Linked DNA regions of Danio rerio: region 1 is linked to region 2. Evidence: chromatin contacts called from public Hi-C data. All regions are on one chromosome and are shown on one strand. Each heading gives the region's core, a stretch centred on a gene start, on an enhancer-like site or on the middle of the called end of the contact. The rest is flanking DNA. Distances are from core to core; before and after follow the strand shown. Region 1 holds the start of meis1b (Meis homeobox 1 b). Region 2 has its middle 62 kb from the start of etaa1b.

Evidence for each region. Hi-C and Micro-C count contacts between places; a contact is called where the count stands out from the background.
Region 1: a contact with region 2 is called in a Hi-C map of hematopoietic stem cells, with 5 times the contacts expected there. The contact joins the promoter of meis1b here to the enhancer-like site in region 2. A contact is called at or near these places in 3 of 18 Hi-C or Micro-C datasets (caudal fin, fibroblasts and hematopoietic stem cells) and 2 of 4 datasets of contacts at active chromatin or transcription factors (caudal fin and embryo).

What each region holds. Positions count from the first base shown.
Region 1 is chr13:5,578,339-5,583,176 of GRCz12tu, forward strand. It overlaps meis1b (Meis homeobox 1 b), which reads right to left and starts at 2,702. Exons shown (of 13, transcript NM_131893.2): 1 at 2,057-2,702; 2 at 457-677. The coding sequence starts at 2,068.
Region 2 is chr13:5,328,481-5,333,633 of GRCz12tu, forward strand. It overlaps a transcript of meis1b not described here. Among named protein-coding and RNA genes, the nearest start is that of etaa1b, 62 kb to the left of the region's middle. Within about 2 kb of position 2,856, at least 13 of the 62 cell types and tissues checked have an H3K27ac peak or open chromatin away from gene starts, as enhancers often do.

The DNA.
Region 1 (4,838 bases), core at 1,452-3,951, 250 kb after region 2:
TTGTAGTTCAGTGTTCATTTTAATTTTCTTAAGAATCACTTAGCTGTCTAAATGTGTTTTTTATGTCTCAAATAACTAGGTGTTAAGTGTTGTTAAAAAGTTGTAAATGTAACACACATATGGATGTTTCATGAGAAACGATGTTTTATAAAAAATACAATACTTAGCAAACAAAATATTATAGTAGTAAACTACTAAATAGCTTGAATTTTGAAAATCATCAACAACAAAAAATATATACAACCTATTTATCAACATATAGAGACAAAACGGACAAAGCAAACATTTTAAATGATTAACTAATCTAAACAAGAAGAACAAAAAATATTTAAAACAAAACAAAAACTTAGATTAAACAGTAATGGCGCCTCGAGTTTTCACAAACTATTACGAGTCCAATAATGTGTTATTGGCAAACTTCATCATAAAATATATGTCTTGGCTATCTACACGTACCCGTAAATGGAGTCTTTATCTCTTTTTAGAGCGTCATTGACGGATGAGCCCATGCTGGGCGGCATGGCGTTGGTGTGGGCTGTGTGCGGGTACTGGTGGGAGTGGAGCTGGGGCCCGTGATTCAGGTGAACAGCCTGCATGGATCTGGCGGCGTGCGGGTCCCCGTACATCGTGCTCGGGATTCCTACTCCGTCCATCCCATAGTGGGGTATATCTTCGTACTGCACACACACGAATGGCAATATTCCCAGGTTGTCACTTTTTTTTTCCACTTACAGAATGCATAAAATATACACTGAAAGAAAATATAAACTGGGTCTACTTTAGATGTTCCCAGGGAAAAAAACTACGACTTTTGCGAAATGAAAACACTTTGTTTTGGTGTTAACTAAATATGTAAGCGGTGTTTTGTGGTTGTAACACTACGTGCAAACATGCTATTTATTGCAACAAAAAACTAGCATGTTATTTTTTTAAATTAGACTGAAACAGGGAGATTTAGAAAACAGTGTCCGGCATATGGAATAATGCTTTATTGTGATCATCACAAAACATGACGAGTAGCACAACATAGTTGTGTCCCTATTATTTTCATTTTTATTTCCACAGTTCAAACTTAAGTTATAGGTAATGTAGTAAGCATGTAATAACTGTGTAATTTATTGTTGATTATATTGTTGTCAAACTATACTTATTTTACGCATTTTAAAATATAATCACACGTAGCAGGCTACTTTTAGAATTAGTTTAATTAAATTCAAATTTACATTGTTCATCCGTGGCTTTTAAATGAAATATTTGATTAATTTATTTCGAATAATGTATCAGTGACACTTTAATACTTAATCATGGTCGTTATTTTAAGTTTTATTACACTGTTTAGAAAGTCTGATGATGAAAACATTACATCTGCCTTCTAAATATACAGAGGTGTTAGCAGGACAGCAGGGTGCTGTTATAGTTTTACCATCAAAAGCAAAAGGTCGGAGGGTTGCGATGAAATCTACTTTGTGATTGTTTACTTTTGATTACAAATGCAAAGAAGTCGCCAACTAGTAAATGTCAACTTTACAAGTCGAAGCGCACAAGAGTTTCACTCTAATGCTGTTTGAAAGTATTGTTATTACACAAAATTGAAAAATAATACGGCTAAATAAATTTTGCGTCCTATTAATATTCCTGCATAGTATGTTATCATAACAAGCATTATAATAACTTTTATTAATAGAGCTGACTTGTTCAAACAGCTAGTTTAATTTTTATTTTAAATGTTTCTGCTTTATGAAAAGATTAAATAAACGCGTACTGTAAAAACTGGCAATAGTTTATAAAATTAGGAATGCTCCCTGTCAAACTTAATTAGAGAGTATCATTTTCCCCCTAAATTGACATACACACACACACACACACACACACATACACACACACACAAAACACTATACACAAAGGGGTGCATGAAAGTGAGCGATGTAAAGTTGAATGTGAAAACTAGAAGTCAAAGGAAGAGAAAGTTTGACTGCGAGGCTGTCATCGGCCACGTTTCAGTATTTCCAACTGCATTCAACAATACGGAGTCGAAGAAACTTTTCGGGATACGTACCCTCTGCGCCATCGCCCTCCACACTCCCTCGTCTTCCTTTAGTCAAAAATATATCCCCTATGAGGCCAGGGTGAATGGGAAATAAACACGCAAATTCCAAATGTGGGATATGTTTTGCCCAAAAAATCCAAATGCCTGTTTCGAGCGAGCGATGTGAAGCCAGTCCTTCACCGCAAGTTCAGCCAGACGCGTTCAGCGATAGGTCCCCTTCGCGTTCTTTCCCCTGGACAGCGACAAGGATCGAGCAAAATCTTCTTTTCCAAAGCTGTATGAAAATAGCCCCTCAGACAAAACTAACGCATCTCATGGCTTTTTGCCACTCCGGCTGTCAATCAATCAAACGCGAGCTTGTCAAAGTGCTGAATGAATGATGATCCTCCGCGCGCTTCCACTGGTTAGCACCCCTAACGAGAATACTACTCAAATGCACAAAAATGAAGCTCTCTCTCGTTTCTTTGATCACTCTCGGCTCCTGAGTTGATTTTTTATGCAATAGCTTCTAAATGAGATCAAGAGGAGGTGGGCTGATAATTCTGGCTTAGTTTTTCTTAAAGGAGCCACGATCGATGCTGCGAGCTGCCTTTCCCCGTTTGTGTACAATGAGTGTGTGTTGAACGCGGCTCAGCAGCTGAATCTGGACCAGACTGCTGAAACCCGGAAGTAGTGGTGGCCATAACAGGTCGCGTCTTGCACAATGCGATGGGCTACATCAAGTTCCTGCTAAAGCAGGGGGGTGAAATGTGTGGGACGCAGAAAAGCGCAGACCACTTCCACGATTCAGCACGAACCGAGGAATAACACGCAGAGACCGCGTTGTGCTTTTGGTTGTTTCCCTTGGATAGCAATGCGTGCGTAATGCACGCCAATGCATACAATAGTAGTCTAACCTTTATAAATCATTACATAAAAACATAATGATAACAAAGGGAGCGTGGACCCATTCTCAACATCGCTTATGTTTATTATAAGCTCTGATATGGGTATCCGAAATGGAGAACGCTAAACTATTTACAATAGTAGAGAAACTTGGATACCCTTTTTAAGGTGCGTAATTAAGTTTCCCCATACGTTATGTGTGTACTTTTACGCGAAAGCCCTTGCAAATGGGATGTTCTGCACTAATAACACGAAATATTGTTTTCACAACATGTCTATATACTTCACATTTCACGCAAACATCATTACTCGGGAACAGCATACGCTGTACTTCAGCGGTGATGTGCCGCGCTCTCAGCCGAAACACCCCCGCCATTTGTGAATGGGCTCATCCACTTACTGTAGGATCTTAGGAGTTTGGTGCAGTGTCCAATGAAAGTGTGTTACAGTGAATCAAGCCATCTATTGGTGCAAAGAATGATCAATCATTAATTTATCGGTTGATATGCTTCCATAAATGAAGAAAGGGTGGAATGAAAATATTGTAATCTGGAGGGAAAATGTAGTCTCCATATTCTGTTTTGTCTATTCTAATGCTCACTCTCTAGCACAGTCATTCTCTATCTAACACACATTGTAGCCACTGACACAATTATTTTTTTCAAGATATAAAAGTAAATGTTTGTTTTAATATTCTTATTTGTGTATATACATGTGCAATTTGCAATGTTTAGTTTGTGCCTCTCTATCAATATTTATAATTAAACTAGTGGATACAACTTTTACCATGCATTTTAATGCTAGTGTGTACGACCTTTTACGTTAACATTTTGGAGAGGTCACTTGTGCTGAGTTACATTTAAAGTACAAGCCCCTAAATAAATCGAGATGGTTGTTTTATGAATATTACATCTTCCATAAAATGCTATAAGAGGCTTTAAACAAAAACTGATTGATGTAGTCTGAAGCGCTCCATTGTGGCCAATACAACTGACCCGGTGACAAGGTGTATGAAGTTTGTCAGAGGAGCATCTGTCATCGATCAGAAGCGATTAATGCGAGCAACAGTGTCTTATCAGCTGCCGTGAGCATCACACGACCCCCGTTTCCCGCAGAAGAGCAGCGACAGGATCCGGCGCGCACATTTACAGGCATGAAATTACTATCAAATCCCCAAAGCGCTCGGCAAACCAAGGGTGCGCGCTGCGCGGGCGACGGATCTGATGTGGACTTAAACACAAATGAAAGAAGGATTCATGCAACAGATATATTACAGATATACGACTAGAACCACAGATAAACACGCACGCGTTTGTCGGTAAGTAGTTGCACTGTTTATCTTAAGAACGTCTCCAAACAAATATATAGTTTTAGTTTATCTTAATTACTGTTCATTAAATATGTCTAACAATTTCACCTAATTATGTACGTAACAACATATAATGAATTGGATGTACATTGAGTAAACTTATTTGTTTTATTGATGTTTGTAGTCTTAACAATAGTTTTGCGTTTGTCTCAATTATGTGAGAAGCAAACGGGATGACATGAAAGCTGTGCTTACCCAAACGCTTAACTGCTGTCACAGAACCAGAATAGCATTATAAAGTAATTAAGTTCCTTCAATTAGCATCTATAAAAGGACGCTATAGAGCACAATGAGGGCATGGACTTTCACTGTTTAGGTTGCCTTTTAGTGAGGGTCAGCAGATTGCACCACGCATCACCGAGTTAATGCCATCATTTAGGATAATTTGGGCTAAGAAAGAGATGTGAATCATTGAACGTAAAATCAAAAAGAAAGTCTAAAAACAAGTCCGAAATTTAACCGAGTGAATTGAACTGAGTGCGACTGATGCATTATAAACTGAAAAAGATGGAGCATATGCATCACTGAGAAAAATTG
Region 2 (5,153 bases), core at 1,606-4,105:
AATAAGTTTGAACAAGCATAAAAAAACATTTTTGAGTGTACGCTGTCAAAAATGTTGTGATTTGTGTTGGGACAATGTGAAATAGTTACGTTAATTTATTCGTCAAATTTAAAAATTTAAGTGGACTAAAGATAAAATAAGTTTAATTTACACACACACACACACACACACACACACACACACACACACACACACACACACACACACACACACACACACACACACACCAAAAGGTGTTATTCTTTCATCTTATTTTAAATAAAGGGCAAAAAAGATACTATTTTGAGTGTAGATGTTGCAAAAATTTTGCATTTTGTGTTGCGACAACGTGAAATAATTAAGTGAATTCATTAGTTTTTACATATTTAAGTAAATTGAACTTAAACAATTAGGTTGTCCCAATAAATTCTAAAGAATAGTGTTGTTTTTTCAGCTTATTTTTAATTGAGTTGTTTGAACGAGCATAAAACAAACATTTTTGAGTGTACACTGACAAAAATGATGCTATTTGTGCTGGCAAAATGTGAAAGAATTAAGTTAATCTATACATTTTTACAAATTTAAGTGATTAAACATAAAACAATTAGGTTGTCCCACAAAAAAAAAAAAAAAAAAAAACTCAAGAACTCTAAAAAATGCAGGGTTCCACACAATTTATTCATGTCCCAACACAAATTGATAAAGTTAAATCAACAAATTTATGTGGATTGAACATAAAAAATTAAGTTGTCCTTTTTGTATCTTGCAAAATGACATACAGTAAAATAAATCTGCTCTTCCAGACTTCAGTGTGTCTTCTAAATTCAATACAGGCAATAATGGTAGATTTTATACACTTAAAAGAACCACCAAATATTTTATATTGTGATTATTACAGTATTTTTTTTAACAAACGTGCTACATTGCAAAAATATTCACAACGTAAAAGAATTAAGTTGATCTACAGTTTTTACAAATTTAAGTGGTTTGAATGTAAAAACAATTAAGTTGTCTCAAAAAATCCTCAAGATTAGTGTTGTTTTTTCAGCTCATTTTTAAAATAAACTTGTTTGAACAAGCATAAAAATTTTTTTTTGAGTGTACACTGTCAAAAAAGTTGCAATTTGTGTAGGGACGACGTGAAAAAATTAAGTGAATCTATTAGGTTTTACAAATTTAGGTGGATTGAGCGTAAAACAATTAAGCTGTCCCAAAAAGTCCTCAAGAATAGTGTTCTTTTTTTTAGCTTATTTTAAAAAAGTAGTTTGAATGAGCAGAAAAAATAAGTTTGTTGTGTACACAATGAAAAAATGTTGCGATTTGAGTTGGGACAGCATGAAAGAATTAGGTGAATCTACTATCATTCATTTATTTGTTTTCTTGTCTGCTTAGTACCTTTATTAATCCGGGGCCGCCACAGCGGAATGAACCGCCAACTTATCCAGCAAGTTTTTACGCAACGGATGCCCTTCCAGCCGCAACCCATCTCTGGGAAACATCCACACACACACTCATACACTCATACACTTTGGACAATTTAGCTTACCCAATTCACCAGTACCACATGTCTTTGAAATGTGGGGGACACTGGAGCACCCGGAGGAAACCCACGCGCACGCAGGGAGAACATGCAAACTCCACACAGAAGCGCCAACTGAGCCAAGGCTCACCCAGCGACCTTCTTGCTGTGAGATGACAGCACTACCTACTGCACCACTGCTTCTCCCGTGAATCTACTAGTTTTTACAATTTTAAGTGGAGTGAACGTAAATAAATTAAGTTGTCCCAAAAAATCCTCAAGATTAGTGTTATTTTTTCAGCTCATTTTAAATAAGTAGCTTGAATGAGCAGAAAAAATACGTTTTTGAGTCTATACTGTCAAAAAAGTTGCAATTTGTGTTGGGACAACGTGAGGGAATTAAGTTAATTTATTTGTTTTTACAAATATAAGTGGATTGAACATAAAACAATTAAGTTTTCCCCAAAAAAACTCGGGATAGTGTTAGCCTTTTCAGCTTATTTAAGATAAGTAGAACAAACATCAAACTTAATTTTTTGAGTATATCGTTGTTGTTGTTTTTTTGCAGTGATATTTTAAGAAGAGTTATCAAATGAGACTTTAAAATAAAACATCAGGCATCCACACAGCAATAAAACATTCTAGCTTGACTGTTTTGCAAATAGTCACACAAATTCACAATGCAAAGCACAGGTCTGAATGCAGTCAAAAAAAAAAAAAAAAAAATCTAAAGTCGTTGATCTTGTTTGCATTGCAGATCATTTTCAATTTATTTCGACAAGTTCCTCATCGCAGGCCTGTCAACTGAGCTGTTTTGAAATACCTTCACCCCCCCTGCTCCGGAGAAATTCATGTAAAGCATGTTAAAACGAGTGTATATGTGTTGGGCTCCTCCAGAGATCCATAAAGAACGGCCCTTTCAAACGATTTCGTTCGACTCAAACAAGGCGCCCACAAAGTGCTTATGGCATAACTTCTTTACTGACTGTTTAAGATTATAAAAGGAGGATTTAGATCGATTATCGTCCCCCCTTGGAAATCCTCCATTTGATGGCTGTGCCAGCAAGTGCCCTTGTTGCCCCTGAATGACGGTGGTTTCCTATGTAACAAAACAAATAAACATTCGCTCACAACATTTGCGCTAACGCTAATTGACTGAAGGGGCTGCCCGGGCTTACAAAAGACTCTCTTAATAACACATTTTTTTGAAGAACAAGCTCATTTTTATCTCCACACGTCCGGAGGCGTTTCTCAGATGCAGTGAGGATTTGAAAGGCTTTCGATCATTCCCAGCCCCTAAGCAGCAGCCATCTTGTGCTCCGGCAAGCGTCTCCCAAGGGCTGGAATGATCCCAGTGCTACAAGGCTCTCTTTCATAGGGCCGGTCGGCTGGAGAGCGGAGAACATCCCCTGTGACGGCACGCTGGCTCCAGCCAGGCGCGCAGAGGAGCGGGTGTCAGACATACATGTATTTTTTCAAACTCAGGCCAGACACAAATGGCTTGGTGAGTTTCCCGGTGGTTTTTCTTAACACTTGTAGGCATTGCTTTTGAAATCCTTCATTGTGATACAGACACGGCACCGATCAGGAGGATACGATTACTGTTCTTGGAGGGTCCAGTCTAGGTTTTCAGAATAGTCACATTTATAGCCAAAGTAAAAAATGCACAATTAGGAATGTTTTGACGAAAAATAAATATTATAAACATGTCTGATTTTTTTTCTTCTCATTTTTTGTTTTTCTTTCTTACTCGAGCTACATTTTTATCAGGGGTGCTCAGATATTTGAACATTGGAAAATGCATTCTGCTGTAATTATTTGATAAATAGAAAAGCTTTTGAATTTTAGTGCATTGTTTGGTGGTTGTAAATGAAGAAAATAAAACCCGAGCACCCAAACAACGTAATCGCAAATTATTGTGGATAATCGAAGAGAGTGACCGAATTTAAAAACACTATTGCGGCGTCTCTCTGTGATGTATGTGTTATCTAAAATGGAATATAAACTTTATTATTAGTTTAAAAGACTTAATTATTAGTCTTTCTAATGGCTTGTATATTAGGATATTCGATCTGAAGTAATCGTTCAATAAATAAAAACGCTTTTGAATTTTACTGGATTAGTTGGTGGCTATAAATGAAGAAAATAAAACCTAATAAAATCTAACAAACAACATAATCATGATATATTGTGGAGAATCACAGAGAGGGATCAATTTAAAAAATACTAATGCAATGTCTCAGTAAATGTGCTGTCTACAAATAAATATAAATATTTATATAAATAAATATAAATATAATTTATTTTTAAAATATATATTTTTAATTGAATAAATAAAAATTATTTTAAATTTCACTGTTTTGTTTGGTTGCCGTAAATAAATAAAATCCACAATAAAAACCTAAGCATGCAAACTAGGTAATCACAATTTATTGTGGAGAATCACAGACAGTGCCCGAATTTAAAAACACTATTGCAGCATCTCTCAGTAAATTGTGTTGTCTAAAAAAATAAATATAAACATGTCTGAAAAAAATAAAAAAAATAAATAAATAAATAAGGTGAGGCAGTGGCGCAGTGGGTAGTGCTGTCGCCTCACAGCAAGAAGGTTGCTGGGTCGCTGGTTCAAACCTCGGCTCAGTTGGCGTTTCTGTGTGGAGTTTGCATGTTCTCCCTGCCTTCGCGTAGGTTTCCTCCGGGTGCTCCCGTTTCCCCCACAGTCCAAAGACATGCGGTACTGGTGAATTGGGTAGGCTAAATTGTCCATAGTGTATGAGTGTGTATGTGTGGATGTTTCACAGAGATGGGTTGTGGCTGGAAGGGCATCCGCTGCGTAAAAAACTTGCTGGATAAGTTGGCGGTTCATTCCTCTGTGTCCCTGGATTAATAGAGGGACTAAGCTGACAAGAAAATGAATGAATGATGTCTAAAAATATTTTTTATTTTTTATTATTATTTTTTTCTCTCTAATGACAGATATTCAAACATTTGGATGCTCGATCTAGAGTAATCATTCGATAAATAACGCTTTTGAATTTCACCGTTTTGTTTGGTGGCCGCAAATAAAGAAAATAAAACCTGATAAAAATCAAACAAACTACATAATTTCAATACATTGTGGAGAATCACAGAGAGTGGTCAAATTTAAAAACACTATTTCAGTGTCTCAGTAAATGTGCTGTCTCCAAATAAACATAAACAAGCCTGAAAAAAATAATTTAAAAATTTGGTGAATTTGATAAACAGAAGTGCTAACAAAATTGTGGCATCTCTCAGTTAATGCATTATAATACACTGTAAAAAAAAAAAGTTATTTCATGTTTTTTCTTTTCCAGCCGCTAGGGTGCCACAAAAAACGTAAAATATTGGCTGTTAAATTACAGATATTTACCATAAAATAACAGATGGTAAATTACAGAAACTTACCGGAAATTTACATTTAAGGAAATTTCTGTAATTTAAATGTCTGTTATTTTACGGTAAATGTCTGTAATTTAATAGATGTTATTTTATGTTTGTTTTTTTTACGCCACCCCAGCTGCCAAAAAAAAAAAAAAAAAAACTAAACTGACGAATTTATTTTATAAATACGAGTTTTTTAATAGGGGTGTGAACAGATATTCGAATATTTGATCCTCAGTAATTTTTTTAAAAC